Linked DNA regions of Sus scrofa: region 1 is linked to region 2. A link is a contact called in public Hi-C data. All regions are on one chromosome and are shown on one strand. The core of a region is the stretch at or near the end of the contact, and the rest is flanking DNA. Distances in the headings are between cores, read along the strand shown. Region 1 holds the start of CHCHD5 (coiled-coil-helix-coiled-coil-helix domain-containing protein 5). Region 2 holds the start of SLC20A1 (sodium-dependent phosphate transporter 1).

Region 1 (4,486 bases), core at 536-3,035, 55 kb before region 2:
GGGCATGGGACAGGTTATGATTTCACTCTCCCAGGAGGGAAAAACCTGAGAATTTGGTCTACATTTGAAGCCAAAGAGAAGAGATGTTGATGCTGTTCCCTTCTCTCTCTTCTCCCATCAAAAACACACTGGGAAGTTTTTGCAGGAAGGAAGAAGACAAGGGCCCAGAGGTGAAAGCTTTCCTTCAATGTCCAGGGCTCCAAACCGACCTGTGTTATCTGAGGCAGGTTCCGATGGCCAATGGCACAATCACCAAATGTCAGTTGCCAACTAGGGCAGTTCAGGTCACAGCCTCCTGCGACGGTTCTTGCTTATCCCAAACTTGTGAGGGTCCAGGCTCCATACTAAACCTCCCACGTACACTACGTCTTATGTGAAGAATGTCACTGTCATCACCCCCATTTTACAGATGAGCATATGTTTAACGGAGCAGAACAGAGCCCTCTTCCTTCTCCACACGTCCTCCACCTGCCTCTTCTCCACAGAAAAACTTTAGCCTCCTGGGCCTTCCTCGAATTCCAAAGAGTCAATTTCAATCAGAGAAGTGAGAAAAATGCAAAAAGAAAGGAAAAGTGTCAAAAAGACAAGGTAATGATTGTTTAGGCATTAAAGTCAAAGACCTTTAGTTCTTCCTCAAAGGTTATATACCATACTTCAAGTCATGTCCTTTGAGCTATTTTGCAAATACTGAAACCCCCACCAGGTGGGAGAAATTAATTAATTGTACGCTGCCCACGAGCAGGTAGACCCCAAGCTGATTGTAACCAGAAGGTTGATGATGCTACCAATTACCTCACCACCAACCAATCAGAAGAATGTCTCGCCAGCTGATAGCCCCCCCCTCCCTCACTCTGTCTTTAAAAGCCTTTCCCTGAAACTCTTTGGGAAGTTTGAGCCTTTTGGACATTAGCTACCTGGGTTCTTGAGTGGTGCCAGCACTTTCAGTCACCACAACCAGGTGTCAGTAGCCTGGCTTTATGGAGGGGAGGTGGGAGCCAGCATCAGGACCCAATTTTTGTTCCTAATTTGCCCAAACAATTATCACTTGGTTACAAATGACTGACACCTGTTCCCCTATAATGCTGCGACAAACTACATTTTATGATCATTTTGGCTGGAGTCAGGGAAAACCTCTGCATACTAGACAGTACTGGTGCTCAGTTCTCTGACCAAGGGACAAATACGTGGAGCCAGACACTGGAAGACATGAGGAGGTGGAACCATCCCACCAGGAAGAATTACATGGAAGTAACTCCCCCATTGTGACACAGAGCTAAGATTAAAACTCACGTTCATGCTGGCTTCAGAGTTTATGCCCAGGGGTGGGGGACGCGGTCTGGGTAACCCATGCTGAGCAGTCAGGAGGTCCAGGCCTCCTCCTGGTCCAGCTTTTGGGGAGGCTGTTTCCCCGCCCCTCAGCCGCGCGCACACCACGGTCTGCAAGAGGCGAGCGAGCGCATGCGCAGAGTTGCATTAGGGATCCCGTTCCCTGCGGCCAGCAGCTGACAGCTAAAGCACTCAGCTGCTGCGCGCATCCGCGAACGGCTGCATTGATGAGAGCCCGCAGCAGCAACAGCCACTCTCCATCAGCTCCAGTCCGGCGACTAGGAGCGCGTGTGGCTGCGGCCAAATCCCTCAAAGAGCCACCCAAGTCAGCGCCGCACTCGCCTCGGCACCGAGGCGCCACTGTACGTCCCAGCACTTCCGGGGAATTCCCCGCACCGCCCACGTAGGCCGGAAGGGCCTAAAATACCCGAGCCAGCTAGGGACGGAAGTGGCTACGCAGGGCGCCGCCATGACAGGCCCCGGACCTGAGGAGAGGCAGGGCGCCGCCATGACAGATTGGGCCTAAAGGGAGCGGGCCTGCTAGTCCGCTCTGCAACCGGAAAAATCGAAATAAGGAGGGCTTAGCTGGGCGCCGCCATGACAACCTGATACCGGAAAAGGCGGAGCGCTCCTTCCCCATTGATCCTCCTTCGGCCTCGGCCTCAAGATGTGAGTAGCGGGAGCGCCTACCCTGTACCTGCCCCCGCACTCCTTCTCTTTCCCCAGTGATCTGGACTTAGGCCAAGATTCCGGGAAGAATTGGCTTCTCTGTTCCCGGGTCCGAGCCTCGTGATTCAGCGCATTCCCTTGCGAGCTCCAGTTCTCGTGTTCAAGCCTCGCCCTCTGAGCGTTTAGGTTCCACCCCTTCTTTGGGTGCTAACGAAGGACTTTTAGATCCAGTCTCTCTGTGCTCAAGTTTTGCCCCGAAAACCCTGGGTCTTGTCCTCACCCTGCAACCCTACGATTCCAGACTTGTCTCAGGGCCTCCAGGACTCCCAGATCCGTCCTTAGAGCTCCAAGTTCCTCTCCTTGGCTCATCTAACTTTACCATTTGAACCTTCCAAATCTGTCCTTTGCCTCAGACCTCACCTATAAGGCCCACAGACTTGTTCCTAGATGCCTCTGATCTCACTCTGGATTTTCAGATCTTGTCTCCCCAATTTGAAGAGCTTATTTGTGGGACACTTAAGATTTACCCTAGACCCCCAAACCGCCCCAGGGCCTCAAGTCTCACTTTTCAGTACCCAATCCTCTGGCCCCATTTCGAAGACAGTCTGGTCAAGAGACCCTTCCCCAGGACCTAAGACCTCACCCCTTGCACCTCTAAACCTCACTTTTAGGGCTTTCAAACTCATTTAGGGCTTCCAGGTTCTCTCCAGGAACTCTAGGTGTTAATTCTAAGGCCCTACGAGCTTTTCTGCATGATCCCCAGGTAGAAACTAGAGAATGCTAGAACTCTAAAACCTGCCGTCCAGGACCTTCAAAGTCTGCTTCAGAATAATCAGACCTTTTTTTTCAGAACTTCCACTATCTCCCCTGAAGCTCTGAGCCTACTCCACAACCTCCAAGGCTCATGCCTTACCTCTCTAGCTCCTTGGCCCTATCCCAGGATCCTTCAGGCTCTCAGATTTGTCCAAGATGCCAGTCCCACCCTAGACTCAGATCAGAACTCCATCTCTTGCCTGCTGCCTGCAGTTACCCTCAGTCTGTCCTGTCTCACAGGCAAGCGGCCCTGGAGGTCACTGCCCGCTACTGCAGCCGAGAGCTGGAGCAGTATGGCCAGTGTGTGGCAGCCAAGCCTGAGTCATGGCAACGGGACTGTCATCACCTTAAGATGAGCATCTCTCAGTGCACGTCCTCCCAGTGAGTGTGGGCAAGTACAGGGCAGTGGGGGGTGGGTGGACATCGGAGTGGAAGTCTCTCTGAGCCTGAAATGCCCTGCCCTCGCAGCCCAATCATCCGTCAGATCCGCCAGGCCTGTGCAGAGCCTTTTGAGGCCTTTGAGGAGTGTCTCCGGCAGAATGAGGCAGCCGTGAGCAACTGCGCAGAGCATGTACGCCGCTTCTTGCAGTGTGCTGAACAGGTGCAGCCGACACACTCGCCCTCAACCACGCAGGTAAGTTAGGGGCTTGGCAGTTCATCCCACTCCTTTAGCCTCTGGTCACTCAGAGTAAAAATCTTGGAGGCATCCTTAGCTTCACACACACCTTCCCCATGCATCCCGAATCCAGAACATCAGACCATGGTCCCCTGTTGCCCCATCCACAGCCCCTGCTTTAGTCCAGCCATCTCCCCCACCCCTCCACTGCCAGGACACCTGCTCCAGGCTTCTTCCTGGTCTCCCTGAATCCTCTCTTACCATGCTGCCATGCAGTGGCCAGAGAGAGGGTTAAGGAACTGAAAACTGAAGTTCCCATCATGGCTTAGTGGAAGCGAATCCAACTGGGAACCATGAGGTTTCAGGTTTGATTCCTGGCCTCGATCAGTGGGTTAAGGATCTGGCGTTGCCGTGAGCTGTGGTGTAGGTTGCAGATGTGGCTTGGATCTTGCAGTGCTGTGGCTGTGGTGTAGGTTGGCAGCTACAGCTCTGATTTGACCCCTAGCCTGGGAACCTCCATATGCTGTGGATGCGGCCCTACAAAGCAAAAAAAAAAAAAAAAAAAAAGGAACTGAAAACTAGTGTCATTACACCTTAATGAAAGCTCATGAATGGCTTCTCATCTACACTGAGCACAAAATCCCAGGTTGCTGCCAGGTTATCTGTGTTCTTCTTCAGGCAGAGCTCCTGCAGCTCCCTTACGTACTCCCCCTGTCTTCCTCATGGCCCCGGCAGCTGTTCGGACCCAGGGGGTGAGGATGGCCCAAAAAAGCCTTAATTCTTTTTTTATGTATGTAGTACAGAAACATATATATGGTATAGCTATGCTATTAAAATTTCATGGGTGGGAGTTCCCAACGTGGCTCAGTGGTTAACGAATCCTACTAGGAACCATGAGGTTGCGGGTTCGATCCCTGGCCTTGCTCAGTGGGTTAAGGATCCGGCGCTGCCATGAGCTGTGGTGTAGGTCGCAGACGTTCCTCAGATCCCGTGTTGCTGTGGCTCTGGCGTAGGCCAGCGGCTATAGCTCCGATTAGACCTCTAGCCTGGGAACCTACATAT
Region 2 (4,537 bases), core at 920-3,419:
ATGTGTGCCAACGAGTTGATTCTAATAGAGAAACATCATGCTTAGGATCTCTGCCTTCTTTCCCATGTTCAGAGATAAGGTCAGAACCTGTGCCATTTGTGTATGACTGGTGGACCTCAGACTTCCTCTTTCTTTCCACATTCAAGTCACTCTCACTTCTCTCCACAGGCAGCGCTCTACTTCTCCCAATTTTGGCAAGTCCAAGTCTCTAAGAGCTGTACCCCACTGATCCTCTCTCCCCAAGTGAGGTGGCCAGGAGCCCCCCACCCCCCTTACAGCCCCCAACCTCCCACCTCCCCAGCCTGATTGGCAGAGGCACTTGGGAGTGTTGTCCTAAGGAGGAAGGATAAGAAGCTTTCCAGAGCCAGTTCTGCAGAATTCATTTGCGTTGCAAGGGGAATTTCCTGAATTTCTGCCCCAGCCTTCACCTCAACCCACTCCAAGGGGCCTGAACTGTGCTCTCATTTTGATGGCTATGCACCATGGCTGCGCCACCACCTCCAACAGAGGCTGTCCAACAAGCGGGTGCCAACTTAAAGGGCTAATACTACAGACTGGCAAAAGACTGCCAATGACCAGAATGAAAAAAAACACAAGTTGGGCAAAGCTCTAGGCAACTGTCTGATAAACAACTGCTTTGAAAATTACTGTTTTAAATGGCAGAACCCTAAGGACCTTTAACAGACCGGTCCTTAATTTTTTTTATAACCTTGAAATAAAGTAAAGGTGGAGGAAGGAGCACAACTGAAGGTGCCAGAATTACATTGAAATTGTGCTCCAGGATCAGTGCTCCCGGACATGTACTTTCTTTTTTTGGCCATGACCTTGGGACTTAGAGCTTTGTAAGTTACTCATATAACTCCACCAGATTTGCTAGGTAGGTCAGAGGATACTCAGGTGGAGGTTAAGCCTCCAAAGATGACCCATACACAGCAATGATTTACAACCTCTGTGTTCTCACTATTCAGTGCCCAGCTTCTAGAGACGGGAAAAGGTGGGGAGAGCTCCAGAACATTCTAAGCCTGGCTGTGTTTCTGGTTGGAATTCTTTAATCCCACCACAACCCTGACAAGAGAGCAGACCTTAATCTCCCTTGGCACGACTGCTTAGTCTTGATCTTAAGCAGAATAATGAAATATCCCCAAATGTGCAGAGCAAATCTTATTAATGTCAAAACTAGATTATATACCATGAAGAAAGGCCAAAAATCAACTTACTTGAAAATAGGAAAGCTTCCAGGAGGCAAAGAGAAAACCCCTCACATCCTTTTCTACATTCTAAAACAGGAATATTCACGGAAATGAGCATTCACTGAACACCTACAGAGATCTACTCACATTCACACACGTTAACTCATTTAATTCCCGCTACCAGGTAGGTACTGATTGTTAACAATTTACATTCCTGAGAGCAAAGTCAGAGAGATCTGAAGTCGCTCAAGGTGACACTTGCAGTAAGTAGGAGTAAGGATTTGAATCCGAAGCAGTAGCCTTCCCTCTCCCCGGGGCCACAGCCGCGGTGCAGAAAACGCAGGAGGTCTGCCACGGGGAAATTAATGATCCACAGCTACCCAGTGGCTCTGCGCCACAACTGGGAGACAACCTGGTTCTCGTGACTTCTCAGTCTTACGGTTTTCATCCAAGTGCATGACTGCGGGAGCAAGGGGACCACGTGAGCCCTCTCCCTCCCCCGGCGAGGGACAGTGCCTGTCCGGCCAAGGGCAAGTCACAGGTGCGACAACGTGCCAGGACTGGATCCGGAGCCCCAGGGCGCCAGCTCCCCTGCAGCGTCAACAGGAGGAAGGGAGGGAGGGAACTCGGCCAGGTGTGGCCTCCGGATGCTGCAGGTCACAAGTGCGCGGAAAGTGCTGCTAGAGGTGCGGCCTGCTCCGTAAAGCTCAGCTCGCGAGGCGGTAACTATAACCTTGGTCTTGTCCTCTATGACCCCCGCGGTGAGGGTCCCCCGCCGCCCCCATCACTAGCCTACAGGGCCAGACGGTGCCACGGCTCCAGGGCAAGGCCGCAGGGAGCGAGCTGGCCCTCCCCACGTGGACAGGCTCCCCTCTGGGGGCGTGGCCTCCGGCGCCAGACAGGCCAATGAGTGCCGCCGTCGGGATCCCCCAGAGGGGCACGCCGGGCTGGCGGGGGCTGCGTCAGCCCGAGGGCGGGGCTCCTGGGCCGGCGCGAGGCGCGGTGGGTCACGCGGGGCGCGGCGCGGGCTATAAGTAGAGGCCGGCAGCGTGCGCCGCTAGATGATGGCTGCCGGCGCGCGCAGCATGCTTCTTTTGCTCGGTTGCTGAGGCGCCCGCGGCTGTTTCCCGGGTGGGCCTCCACCCCCGCCGAGCTTTCCCCGAGCCTCCGGGCCCGGGCAGTGTGCTCGCCGACCGCAGGTACGTGTGTCCGAGGCTCTAGCCCGCCGCCTGGACCTCTCCGTCTCCCGCTCAGCTCCTCGTTTCCTCTGGTGAGTGGCGGTGCCGCCTTAGAAAGGCTCTTTCTTCTCCCCGGGGCCCGGCGCGGACGCTGCGGCGCGGGGTCAGCCGGCTGGGCTGGTACCAGTGGCGGGGTTCTGCTTGCGTCGCTGCCTGCCTCCCTCCCCCACCCCCCCCACCCCGCCCGGCGGCTCCGCCGCCCGCGGGCCTTTTTGGCGGTCCCCGGGCGGCGCGCGCGGGAACAGCCCTTTTCCGGTTTTCGCGCGGAGGGCGCGCGCGGGCTGGCGGCGCGGGGCCCGGCCCGGGCTGGGCGCGCGCGGGCCGAGGTGGTCCCGGCGCCACGTGCCCGCCGCCGGCTGGTCCTGTTCGGGGCGGGGTCAGCGGATTGCAGGCTGTGGGCACGGCAGGGCCCCCCCCAGCCTGCGTGAGCCCGCGTGGGGTGCGGAGCCAGCCCCCCAAGGACGCGCCGTTATTGTTACTTTCCCTCTTCTTCCAGGATGAACTTGCGTCCTTTCTCTTCTCCGCCATGGAATTCTGCTCCGTGCTTCTAGCCCTCCAGAGCCAAAGAAACCCCAGACAACAGATGCCCATACGCAGCGTATAGCAGTAACTCCCCAGCTCGGTTTCTGTGCCGTAGTTTACAGTATTTAATTTTATATAATATGTATTATTTATTAGAGCATTTTTGATACCTCATATTCTGTTTACACATCTCGAAAACCGCTCAGTAATTCTCTTGTTAAATTAAAGAACCACTACTCTAGAGAATGGCATCTACCGTGGCAACGCTGATCACCAGTACTATTGCTGCTTCTGGTCCATTGGTAGATTACCTATGGATGCTTATCCTGGGCTTCATCATTGCATTTGTCCTGGCCTTCTCCGTGGGAGCCAATGATGTAGCAAATTCTTTTGGTACGGCTGTGGGATCAGGTGTAGTGACCCTGAAGCAAGCCTGTATCCTAGCTAGTATCTTCGAAACAGTGGGCTCCGTCCTACTGGGGGCCAAAGTGAGCGAAACGATCCGGAAGGGCTTGATTGACGTGGAGATGTACAACGCGACCCAAGAGCTGCTGATGGCCGGCTCCGTCAGCGCGATGTTTGGTAAGTTCTTTTTCTGTATTGTCCTCTGAACGATGGCTGAGCACATTTCCTGTGGCGGGGTAGTTCTCTCCTTGTGCTCAGTCTTTCAGATTATTTTCTTAGGAATGCCCTGCGTACAAAATGTAATTTGGCAATTTTCTTCATAAAACTTGACCTGTTTCAGGTTCTGCTGTGTGGCAACTAGTGGCTTCGTTTTTGAAGCTTCCCATTTCTGGAACCCATTGTATTGTTGGTGCAACCATTGGTTTCTCCCTGGTGGCGAAAGGGCAGGAGGGTGTCAAGTGGTCTGAACTGATAAAAATTGGTATGTTTAATTCTAAGTGGTTTTTTATTCTTGTCATGTGACCATGGCATTGTGTTATGGGAGTATATGCTTTAAAATTGGAGGGATGGACTAAAGTAAATTTAAAGTGTGTTTTGGGGAAGTCTTTGGTGCAGCAGGTTAAGGAGCTGTTATTGTCACTATTGTGGTGTGGGTCCGATCCCTGGTCTGGGAACTTCTGCATGCCTAATGTCTCGGGCCCCCCAGAAAGTGTTGTTTGGTTCCTGATTTTCATTCGTTGACATGTTTTCTTAATGTGTTCTATTCTAGTGATGTCTTGGTTCGTCTCTCCGCTGCTTTCTGGTATTATGTCTGGAATTTTATTCTTCCTTGTTCGTGCATTCATCCTCCGTAAGGTAATATTTCTCTCCCACTTATGACCTTTCACAGGTTACACGCAATGATATTCAGACCCATAGCATTCTTGCAGATGTGATCAGTGTGTAGGTGTGTGGCCTTGGGAAGTTAGAAAAATTCTTTGTTTTATACACCTGTTGTATGTTGAGTTTTATGAAAGAAGCAAGTTTTCAATATCCAAGAAGGCTTTTGGGAAGGAAAAATTGAATGAATATTACAGGGTGGCAAGAAATTGGATGGAGCTCCTATCTTGGCTCAGTGATTAACGAACCCGACTGGTATCCATGAGGATGCGGGTTCAATCCCTGGCTTCACTCCGTGGGTTA

What was found. Hi-C and Micro-C count contacts between places; a contact is called where the count stands out from the background.
Region 1: a contact with region 2 is called in a Hi-C map of skeletal muscle, with 4 times the contacts expected there. The contact joins the promoter of CHCHD5 here to the promoter of SLC20A1 in region 2. A contact is called at or near these places in 7 of 47 Hi-C or Micro-C datasets (heart right ventricle, liver, mesenteric adipose tissue and 1 more) and 2 of 2 datasets of contacts at active chromatin or transcription factors (alveolar macrophages and skeletal muscle).

What each region holds. Positions count from the first base shown.
Region 1 is chr3:43,913,049-43,917,534 of Sscrofa11.1, reverse strand. CHCHD5 (coiled-coil-helix-coiled-coil-helix domain-containing protein 5) reads left to right here and starts at 1,785. Exons shown (of 4, transcript XM_021087024.1): 1 at 1,785-1,995; 2 at 3,049-3,189; 3 at 3,277-3,442. The coding sequence starts at 1,994. LOC110259964 (a long non-coding RNA gene) reads right to left here and starts at 1,645. Exons shown (of 2, transcript XR_002342486.1): 1 at 1,291-1,645.
Region 2 is chr3:43,858,179-43,862,715 of Sscrofa11.1, reverse strand. SLC20A1 (sodium-dependent phosphate transporter 1) reads left to right here and starts at 2,169. Exons shown (of 11, transcript XM_021087023.1): 1 at 2,169-2,460; 2 at 2,925-3,532; 3 at 3,696-3,836; 4 at 4,125-4,210. The coding sequence starts at 3,196.